Linked DNA regions of Sus scrofa: region 2 is linked to region 1. A link is a contact called in public Hi-C data. All regions are on one chromosome and are shown on one strand. The core of a region is the stretch at or near the end of the contact, and the rest is flanking DNA. Distances in the headings are between cores, read along the strand shown.

Region 1 (5,163 bases), core at 148-2,647:
GCTCTGTCTTGAGTCTGGGGGCGATGGGGGCAGAGCCTGGCTCCGTCCCAGATTCCCCAGAGCAGCCCCTCTCATACAGCTGGCAGCTGGAGCCCAGGACCCCTGCTGGACGGGGCACCTCTGCCCACGTGAAGGGACCGGAGGGGTGGGACAGGACCCTGTGCCAGGAGGCCGGGAGGGAGGAGGGAGCTGGGCAGCAAGGCCTGGCAAGGCCCGGTGGAGCCCAGGGAGGCTGCACCCTCCTTCCCTGGTGGGAAGCCTGCACCCTCCTTCCCTGGTGGGAAGCCTGGAGCCCTGGCCAAGCTGCAGCCTGGGGTGACCTGGCCCGGCCCTGGGAGGTGACTTGAGGACAGGGAAGTAAGGTGGCAGCTGGGCTGGCCAGGCTGGCCCAGGAATGCGGGAGAGTTTCCCTGGCAGAGAGCAGCCCGCCCAGCTGGGAGGGGCCTGGCAGGTGCATTCCCCCCCCCCCGACCTCCCCTGTTGGCCCTTGCCAACCTTCACCCAAGAGAGCGGGGGAAGGGCCGGAGGTGCAGGGCCTGCTCCTCCAATTCCCTCCCTCTGTGCCGGAGCAGGAACCTGGACCCCCGTGTGTCCTCCCTGCCCCCCACTGAGCCTTCACCAGGCTCAGGTGGCAACCCAGCCACCCTTCCCAGGCCCAGATGTCAGTGACCCAGAGATTGGCTGGCGCCCAGCGGTCTTGAGGTCAGATCCTACAGCACCACGTTTTCATCTTGAGAGGCCAGGACCAGAGGGGGCAGAAGCAGCTTGGCTGTAATTTGCCTGAGGCAAGGGGAGGGATGGGATCCGGCCTGTGTCACTGCCTCCTGGTCCTCCCGCCTGCACCCACACCCCCATCCCCAGTTCACTCCACCTGTGGAACCTCCGGAATCTTCCCACTGAGGCAGGAAGGGAGACTGGTGCTGCAGCCCGAGGCCTGGCCGGGGAGTGGGGGCTTAGCTGCCGCTTGGGTAGGACAGAGAGGCCCTTACAGATGCCTGCAATGTCTAAGACTCACCAGTCCGCAGCAGCAGCAGCAGGAGCAGGGCCAAAGCTGGCACCTGCCCCATGGTCTCAGCCTGGCTGGAGTGCCTGCCGGGCAGGGGACTGCTGTGGCAGGAGCTCCGTGACCACTAGCTCTATGTGTAGGGCTCCATGAAGTGGGGTTTTATGCTGGAGATGAGTGTCAGCTCGGCTATGCCGCTGGACCTGTCAGCCAGGCCCGCCCAGTTCCTCTGGGCAGGAAGGAGGCACCCCAGAACCCCGACTCCTCCATGGCCTGGCCCTGAACCCCAAGGGGACAGGCCTCTCATGCTAAAACACCTTAGGGTTTGCGGGCCAGGGTGCGTGTGTCCCATTTATTTATTTATTTGTTTGTTTGTTTATTTTACCTTTTCTAGGGCCGCACCCGCGGCATATGGAGGTTCCCAGGCTAGGGGTCCAATCGGAGCTGTAGCCCCTGGTCTACACTACAGCCACAGCAACTCAGGATGCGAGCCGCATCTGCAGCTTACACCACAGCTCACGGCAACGCCGGATCCTTAACCCACTGCGCAAGGCCAGGGATTGAACTGGCAACCTCATGGTTCCTAGTCGGATTCGTTAACCACTGCGCCACGACGGGAACTCCGCATGTGCCCCATTTAAGTGCTTGTGGCAAGGGTTCCGCCTCCACGGTGACTGACCACACTCTCCAGCTGACCACAGGCCCACCTGAGCTGACTGCGGTCCACCACGCGACCCTCTCTGTTTCATTCATCCGTTCATTTATTTTTATTTACTGAGCACCTGCCATGCGCCGCAAACAGTCCGGGACTGGGGCTTGCGCTTTGCCGGAAGGAGGATGGCTAAGGGCCAGGTCACCTGAGCCTAAGCGGGAGCGTCTGGCGGGCTCCGCCGCTGACCCCAGCGCCCCTCCCCGCCCCCCGGCTCTCCCTCCAGACCTGGGTTCCAGCAGTCCCAGGCCTGGCCCTGGGTGACCCTGACCGGCCTCTCCCTGCCCCCTGCCCGCCGCCGTCGCAGGGGTGGGGGTGGGGTTCCCGGAACGCGAAGGCCAGCGTGGGCGGGGCGGAAGCTGCTTCTGGGAAGGCCGTGCCAGGAGGACCGTCCCCAGGTGTCCCTGCCCTGGGAGCGGCTGGCCGGGTCCAGGACGTGCAGTCGTCGCGGAAGCGGCTCTGGGAGGAAGTTATTTGGGGCACGGAGCTGACGTCAGAGCCGGAGCCGGGGCTCGGCGGCGAGGCCGGGCCGGGACCGGCGGCCGAGGACCAGGTCGGGCAGAGCCGGTGGGGGCTGGGGCGGGGAGCGCCGGATGACCGGCAGAGCCCGGCCTCAGTTTCCCCGCCCACACAGTGGGTGCGTGCGTGGCCTGGGGGTGCGCCGGCGCGCCCCGGAAGTCGGGGACGGCCGAGGTCGCCGACTTTCCGCCCCCTCCCCATCTCCGCGCTCCGGCCTTGGCCTTGGCCTTGGCGGGCGCTCCCGGTCAGCGCGCCACTGCCCTCTAGGGGCCGCCGGCAGCAGCGCCGGGCCGCTGGGGCGGGAGGCTCGGCTCCGCGCTGTCTGTCTTCCTCGCACAACTCCCAGCCCCAGCCCTTCCTGCTCCTCCACTCCTCCGCTCCTGCCCTCCGACCTCCCCTCCGTCTCCGCGTCTCCCGCAGCCCTCGGGGGAAGAGGGGGCGCCACCCTCGACGGGGGACGGCTGCCCGGGCGCTGGCGCCCTCCTCCTGCGCCCCCCTGCCTCCCGGGTCCCTCCGCTGCGCCCCCTCCACGCGGCGTCCCGGAGTCCGGGCGGCCTGTCTGCGTGAGCGGGAGTCCCTCGGGGAGGGAGAGCAGCGCGTGGCTAGAGGGCTTCCAGACTCGTTCCCAGGGATTCTTGGAGCCCACTGAGACCCAGCACTGTTCCAGGCATGGGGCAATTGGAGGTGAGCCGAGTGGAGGAGAGAGGATTGAGGTGAAAATGTCTAATCAGAAATTTTGGAAAGTGTTTCAAAACGTCTGTGTCACCGCATTTCACCAGGCACCTGATGATCAGTTCTCTGGATTTCAGAGGCCTTCAAGATTGTTTGGGGCTAAATACTTCCTCTCAGGTGTCTTTCTAGGTTTCCTCTGCCTTCCCCCCCCCCCAAAGCCATTTCTAAGAAGGTGCTGCCTTGAAATCAAGAAAGTAACAAAAGTTAAGATGTGATCAGAAAGTGGGGACACCAGGGACTCCGGTGGCTAGAGAAACAGCATCTCGTGTCACTCCTGACACCCTTGAGGCTGTAGACCCCCCGCTGTGCAGGGAGCTGGGTGGGGGTGTAGGGTGAGCTGGAAGCCAGGTGCCTTCCTCACTCCACCTGCCAAACAGAGGGGTGGATTGGAGACCAGAGGGACTCAGAGCCCTAAGTGTGTTTTGTCACTTCCTCCTAAAACACAAATGGGAGCTCCCACTGTGGCACGAAGGGATCAGCAGTGTCTTGGGAGCGGGTTCAGTCCCCAGCCTGGCACAGTGGGTTAAGGACCTTCTGGTGTTGCCACAGCTGCAGTTTACTTCAAGGTTGTGACTGGAATCTGATCCCTTGCCCGGGAGCTCCATATGCCCTGGAGCAGCCAAAAAACAAAGCCAGAAATGAGCTTTTACCACCTCTGGAAGGGGAAGGGTTTTTTAATGTTAGAAGTCACAGCAGAGGGAGTTCCCGTTGTGGCGAAGTGAAAACGACTCCAACTAATATCCATGAGGAATCCGTTTCGATCCCTGGCCTCACTCAGTGGGTCAGGGATCTGGCATTGCCATGAGCTGTGGTTTAGGTCGCAGACATGGCTCAGATCCCGCGTTGCTTGTGGCTGTGGCGTAGGCTGGCAGCTGTAGCTCTGATTTGACCCCTAGCCTGGGAACTTCCACATGCAGAGAGAATGGCCCTAAAAGGCAAAAACAAACAAAGAACAACAAAAAATAGTCACAGTAGGCAACACAAAGGAGATGGCCCATACACTAGAAAAATAATCGGTTTCAAAGTACAAAGGCGAACAATAGGATAAATATTTGCAGGAAATGCGGCAAAGTGCCTGCACCATTATTGTTGGCAATGCTTAGGAAATTGACGAGAAAACCCCTGATCCCCTAAAGGTGAAATGAGCAAAGGCTACACATAGACCAGTCTTGAAAGAGGAAACCAATTTGGTTAATAGACTTAGGAGGAATGTTCAGCCTCACTAATTAAAGACATGCAAATCAAAGCCACAGCCAGGAGATGCTCTTCTGTGTGGCGCTGGCTCAGCCTTGGTGGATGCTGTCCAGCCAGGCTGTGGGGAAATGTGCCAACTGGTGGGCATGTAACTGGCACAGCCCTTTCGTAAATCAGTTCTTCAGGTTATGCTTCAGCTTTTTAAACTAATCATTCCTGGGAATTCCCATCATGGCTCAGTAATTAACGAATCTGACTAGGAACCATGAGGTTGCAGGTTTGATCCCTGGCCTTGCTCAGTGGGTTAAGGATCTGGCGTTGCTGTGAGCTGTGGTGTAGGTTGCAGACGCGGCTCGGATCCAGCGTTGCTGTGGCTCTGGCCTGGGCCAGTGGCTGTGGCTCCGATTCGATCCCTAGCCTGGGAACCTCCATATGCCACGGGAGCAACCCAAAAAATGGCAAAAAGACCAAAAAAAAACAAAAAACAAAAAAAAAACCAAAACAAAAGCAGGTGACAGGAAGCCAACTGAGGCTCACAGAACACAATAGGTGTTTGTGGGACCTTCCTGTGCTGCTCCAGCTGAAGGAAGAGCTTCAGGCCCCAGGGTGGTGCCGGGTGGCCTCCCTTCTTCCCCTCAGGACGCTCTGCCGCCCTCTGCTGGTGGCTGTGTTCTCCCGTCTCCAAGATGACTCCTGGAGCCAGGGACATCTGGAAGCTTCCTCAAGGGATGCCTGCTGAGAGGGCTGGAGCTCCTGCTCTGCCCGATCCAGTGCCAGCAATCCCTGGGAGGGACATTAACTGTCCCACAATTGGTCCGGGCTGGTCACAGGGCCACTGTGCGGCCACAAGATGGAGTTTGTTAGCAGAAAGAGGGAGGGGGAAGGACACTGGTCAGCAAGAAGCCGTAACCACCATGCTCACTCCAGCGTGGGAGCATGCTCGTTCCCTGGGGCCGGGGATCGAATTCCGGGCCACAGCAGTGATGACCCCAGCCGCCAAAGTGGC
Region 2 (5,049 bases), core at 382-2,881, 35 kb before region 1:
TGGGGTCTGTCAATTCTGAGGGGAAACATGCATGAGATTTTTCGAGGTGCCACGCTTAGTGCCACTTGACTATGCCAGAGACGCCGGCTGGATTGTGTGGAATTAGGTCTCCTACCTTCCTCTGACACCCCAAATTCCCTTCTCCCGGGGACAGTCCACAGACTGAGGCAGAGGCAGCAGCCACTGGGAGAGCATGGAGAGTGTGTGCAGGTACTATTCTTGGAGATAGTGCTGTATATATGCGGTTTGCCATACTGTTTCTTTTCATATCCAAACTTAACATGAACTGATGGTGACTCAGGTGGGTGTGGCCCTTGCCCCTTAGGCAGACTCCATGGCAAGTGCCTTAAATCAGGGCAGGTGTCACTCCCAGAGCCTCTGAGGGTGCAGGCTGCTGGCCCAAGAGTGCAGGGTTGTAAATTAGGCTGCCTGTGGAGAACTGGTCTGGGGAGGAAGCTCTTCCGGCAAAGGGCAGTTTTACCTGTAGTTCAGACAGCCATGGTGGGCAACTAAACAGGCCTCATGTGTACCAGAATTTACCCAGAACTCATTTCTTCAGTATGAAGAACGACCAAACTTTATGTACAGAGAACTTTTTACAAAAGGCGCACCTTTTTTAGCTGTGGGGTCCACCCTCGTCTAACCCTTCTGGCTGCCTGACTATAAGTAGGGGCCATTTTGCTGGTGAAAAGCCTCTGCCATGATCCTACGTTTGATTGGACACTGACAAAATCAAAGTTTCGCAATATTTAGAGCTGCTGTAGCTATTAACAACACAAAATAGGATGAATCAGTAGTATGCTAGCTGTCTTTCAGGTTGGTGGCAGTCAGAACATGTGTAATATTCTCTACCTGGTCTGTAGCTGTAACTGTGATGTACAGGCAAAGCAAATATTAAAAAAAAAAAAAACTTACGGAAACAAATAATGCAATGATATTAGGATATACACTTTTGTATTTTTATTCTTATATAAGGTTATTTGCTGGCTATTGTTGGCCTCTAGTTCAGTCTGTGTTATTTAAAATCTAATATATGAATTATTTGGGTTGAATTCATGTTCGGGCCACGTTGTTGTATGTATTGATGTACAGCCTTGAATGTGAATAATTATTGTAAACTATATTTTACAACTTTTTTTCTGGCTTTATTATATAAATTTTCTATTTGGTCGATGATTTAATCATATCATAATTTAATGAATCTGTTTATTCTTTTTTTTCAAATATTTGTGCTTTAGGTGTAGTTACCGGATGATGAATTTTCCACGTATGCTCGGTAGCCTTGTAATAAAAAAGCATGTAGAATGTAGACGCTCACTGATGTAGCTTTCTTTGGCCGGGGCGCGGGTCGGGCGTCGCAGGGCGACCTGAATTCGGGGCCAGGAACAGGGTGTTCGGGCACAGCGCGCGCCCGGCGAAGACCGGCCAGCCCCTCTCAAGCGCGACGCCGGGCTCCACCGCCGCCTGCCCACAAGGGCGATGCCGGACCACGCCGCGCCGGACTTGGCCGGAAGGGGGCACGGCCGGCCGCTTTTCCGGACCGGAACTTCCGCCTCCCGCGTGACGCCGGGGTGGGCGCCTTACGAGGGCGGACCCGTGGGCGGGACAGAGCCCGGAGGACTGTATTAAAGGCCGGACGCTTCCGGCAGAGGGGAGCTGTGGCCGGGCTTGCTGGGATCATGGCGGAGAGTCACTGCGAGCTGCTGCCGCCGGCCCCGGGCGGCCTCGGGGCGGGGCTGGGGGGCAGCCTGTGCCGCCGCTGCAGCGCGGGGCTCGGCACCTTGGCCCAGCGCCCCGGCAACGTGTCCAAATGGGTCCGGCTCAACGTCGGCGGCACCTACTTCCTCACCACTCGGCAGACGCTGTGCCGGGATCCGAAATCCTTCCTGTACCGTTTGTGCCAGGCCGACCCCGACCTGGACTCGGACAAGGTGAGGGCCGCGCGGGCCAGCCAGGAGGATTCGGGCCGCCCCCGTCGGCGGCCCCACACACACCCCCTGACCCACTCTGAGAGAACCGCCCCGGCTCCGGGTCTCGCTGCCCCCTGCTCACCAGCCCGACCGGAGCCCCCGACTCCCTGTCCTGGGCCGAGGATGAACAGGATGGCGCCCTGGCTCCCACCGCCCTCCGAGAGCCCCAGCCACTCCCCCTCGGGGTGTCTGTCTCGCCCTCCTCTGCTCTTCCGCGGAGGAGGTTTCCCAGACCCCGGACTCTGCTGGGATCTACTTTCTTTTCTCTCCTAGGTTCTTTTGCCCCCGCCGGGAGCACCTTCTCTTCTCCGTCCCGGTGTACTGACTGGCTCTGGAATCCCGAATCCCCATGTTCCCCTCATTTTCTCACATTCCAGACGTTTTACTTAACGTTAGCGTGGGGTTTGATACTAGTGGCCTGCCTTTCTCAGTGACTTGCATTTAGGGAGTTGGCGCTCCATCGTTTTCAGCCACAACACGCACCCACACAACAGTCTCAAAAAGTGCCGTCCATAGAGTGATTTTCGAAGGGAATGTGGCTCATATTGAGGCGTGGCTCAGGGGTGTCAAGGAAGGGCCAGATAGGAAATCTTTTTCAATCTACTTTCTCATTAACCTAGTTTTCCTGCTGCTCTCTCAAAAGGATAGGAGTTTCTAGGTTGGTTTGCTGCTTGTGTTTCATCAGACTGTTGTGCAGGTGATAATAGAAGCTGTTTCGATTATTACTTAAAGAATTGTCTCGGCAGCTGTATGGCATCGAAACTCAAAAAAAGGCTGTGCTGGAAGAAGAGTTATTCCCTGTACGTATCCTAGGCGGTTCACAGGCCTTATCCTAACTTTCCTGCCTTTGGCTTGGGCCTACGTAATTGCCCTTGGCCTTGTGCCTTGCCAGCCCAGCATTTGCCAGGCATAGGCTTCCCAGAAAGAGTGTGATCCCTTGTCCAGATCCAGAAGCCCGACCGAGATCATCCTCAGAGTGGCCTGACCTTAGGATCGGGAAATGAGACCTCGAGTGACCACAGAACCACCAGTCCTGGGTAGAACTAGGGTTGAGATGCCAGCGCTCCTGCCGCCCACCCGCACCTCCCCCAAGCCTCAGCTGTGTCCACTGATCGTTTGACCAAGCTCCGCTCTCGGAGAACTGGCCTCCCAGAAAATGACAGGCATCTCCAGGATAGAAACAGGCTTTTGTTAGCTGTGATTTTCCTTTTATAGCGTGGCTGTATGTTTTACTGTTCTGTTTTTCTTTTTAAACAGTGGGTCTTAGTGGTCATTCCCTTGCATTTCTACTTGAGCGTTTTCCAGTTGTGCATATGGAGTCCGATTTTACATTGCTCTTGTTCACGGGGTTGTTTTGAGGCACTGGCTGTCAATGCACTAGACGGATTCAGAGTTTGCACAGTTCAGGCAATTCATCTCTTTATTTTACTGTCTCGAGACTATTTAAAAACAATTATCATGTACTGTATAGGAGTCCTTTGGGGCAAGTAATTAGTTAATCTCAGAATATATCGATATTATAGTTGCTCCCTTTCATCATCATCCACTTAACTACATTTGATTTACACATTATGAAATCACACTTCACAATGTGAAGGTAGTGCAGCAGATACAGCATCTGTCTCAGAATAGTTGCTGGAAGATAAGTTTTTAGCTTTAGCCACAGATGCGCATTTTCCGGAAGGCGTAAGGCTAATTCCCATTAGTCATGGTCATCAACCCATGAGCGAATGTGTAAGGGACCCCTTCTTAGGTTTTACCCCCTTCGTTTCTGATGAGAGAATGTCCCAGAGATTCACTTGTCGATAATTAAACCCTGAGTGAGGAATCTGGACGAGGGTGGAGGAGGGGAAGGGGTGTTTGGACGGGTGGGACACTAGTAATTAAGCGACTGGAAGAGAAACAGGATGTTGATTCACGGAGGAAAATGTCCAGGCCCTGACCTCGTAGTTAAGGTTAATGAACGCATACCTGGCAGGTATGCTGGGGCTGGAGGGCCTGGTGGAAGATTTTCTGCTGGGCCTTTGACTCAGGGTTGAGCACCTGGGCTTGCAGCCGAGTGCTTGGGTGAGGGGTTGGGTTGGATCTGAGGGGGAGGAGTTCCAAGAAACGGAAGCCCTGGAGTCTCTCGGCAACCTGCCGGGTTGGGAGTTCCCTGGGAGTGTGGCTGCAGCTTGCTCTTGCCGGGCAGAATGTCTGCTGGGGAGCTCAGCCGTGCAGCCGTGTAGGAGAGGTGGTCCCAGGACATTTATCTGAAGGAGCGCTTCCTTGAAGAGCCCGCAGACAGGTTGCTGGGGGCGGAGGTGCAGAGCTGGGCTGCACCTGGGACCCACTGGCCGCCAAGCCCCAAGCCTCTCGACCCTTGCCCTCTCGTCTCAAGTCCTGACTCTGGGCCCGTTGCTGCCCTGACCCCCTCGTTAGGGCTAGTCCGAGTGTGAAGAGTGTGAATTCTCACTTCTTCCCGGGTGCTTCCCCCGGCAGGGCTGCGTCTGCATTATTCACTTTGGCATCTGTTCCTCGGCCATCCTGGGTTGCTCCTCTCTCCCAGCACCCCCCCCCGGGGGGGGCAAGCCAGGTGTCGGGCTGCTTCCCGGAAGTGCTCGGTAAACACCTGGGCCACGTCTGTCTCTTTGTATCTGCAGCGCCTGGCCCCGGGCGTTGCTGAAGACAGGGCAGCGTGTGTTCAGAGCTGAATCCGTGCCTGCTTCAGTGTGGAGAGGCTTTGGACATTAAGGGCAAACAGGAAATACTACTGCTTGGGGGCTGGAAACCCCTCAGGTTAAAGGGGGCGGGGGCTGCGGTCTCCGGGGCTCGGCCAGGCCTGGAGAAAGCTGCGTTTCCAGGAGCTTTTACCCTCTTGACAGGCGGTTGTCCTGAATTCAGGGGCCAGAGGCTGTGGCCCCAGGCGGGTCTCTGAGCAGCGGGGCCATCAAGGTGCTTCTGTCCCATCCCTGTCCCCTGCAGCCCTCTGCGCTGCTCGCCCCATGTGCTTGGCGTCTGCTCGGCTTGGTGTCGGCTCGTGTTTCAGGATTAGTGAGAGTGAAAGGGGCGGGGGACTATCTTTTAAGCCGCTCGGCAG

What was found. A called contact is a pair of places that touch in the nucleus more often than the background predicts.
Region 2: a contact with region 1 is called in a Hi-C map of embryonic fibroblasts, with 2.0 times the contacts expected there. The contact joins the promoter of KCTD5 here to the promoter of PRSS27 in region 1. A contact is called at or near these places in 1 of 5 promoter capture datasets (liver), 8 of 47 Hi-C or Micro-C datasets (embryonic fibroblasts, liver, mesenteric adipose tissue and 3 more) and 2 of 2 datasets of contacts at active chromatin or transcription factors (alveolar macrophages and skeletal muscle).

The regions. Positions count from the first base shown.
Region 1 is chr3:39,391,248-39,396,410 of Sscrofa11.1, reverse strand. PRSS27 (serine protease 27) reads right to left here and starts at 1,397. Exons shown (of 7, transcript XM_021086750.1): 1 at 1,016-1,397. The coding sequence starts at 1,067.
Region 2 is chr3:39,426,190-39,431,238 of Sscrofa11.1, reverse strand. It overlaps KCTD5 (BTB/POZ domain-containing protein KCTD5), which reads left to right and starts at 1,631. Exons shown (of 6, transcript XM_013987853.2): 1 at 1,631-1,931. The coding sequence starts at 1,680. PDPK1 (3-phosphoinositide-dependent protein kinase 1) reads left to right here. Exons shown (of 14, transcript XM_021086751.1): 14 at 1-1,311.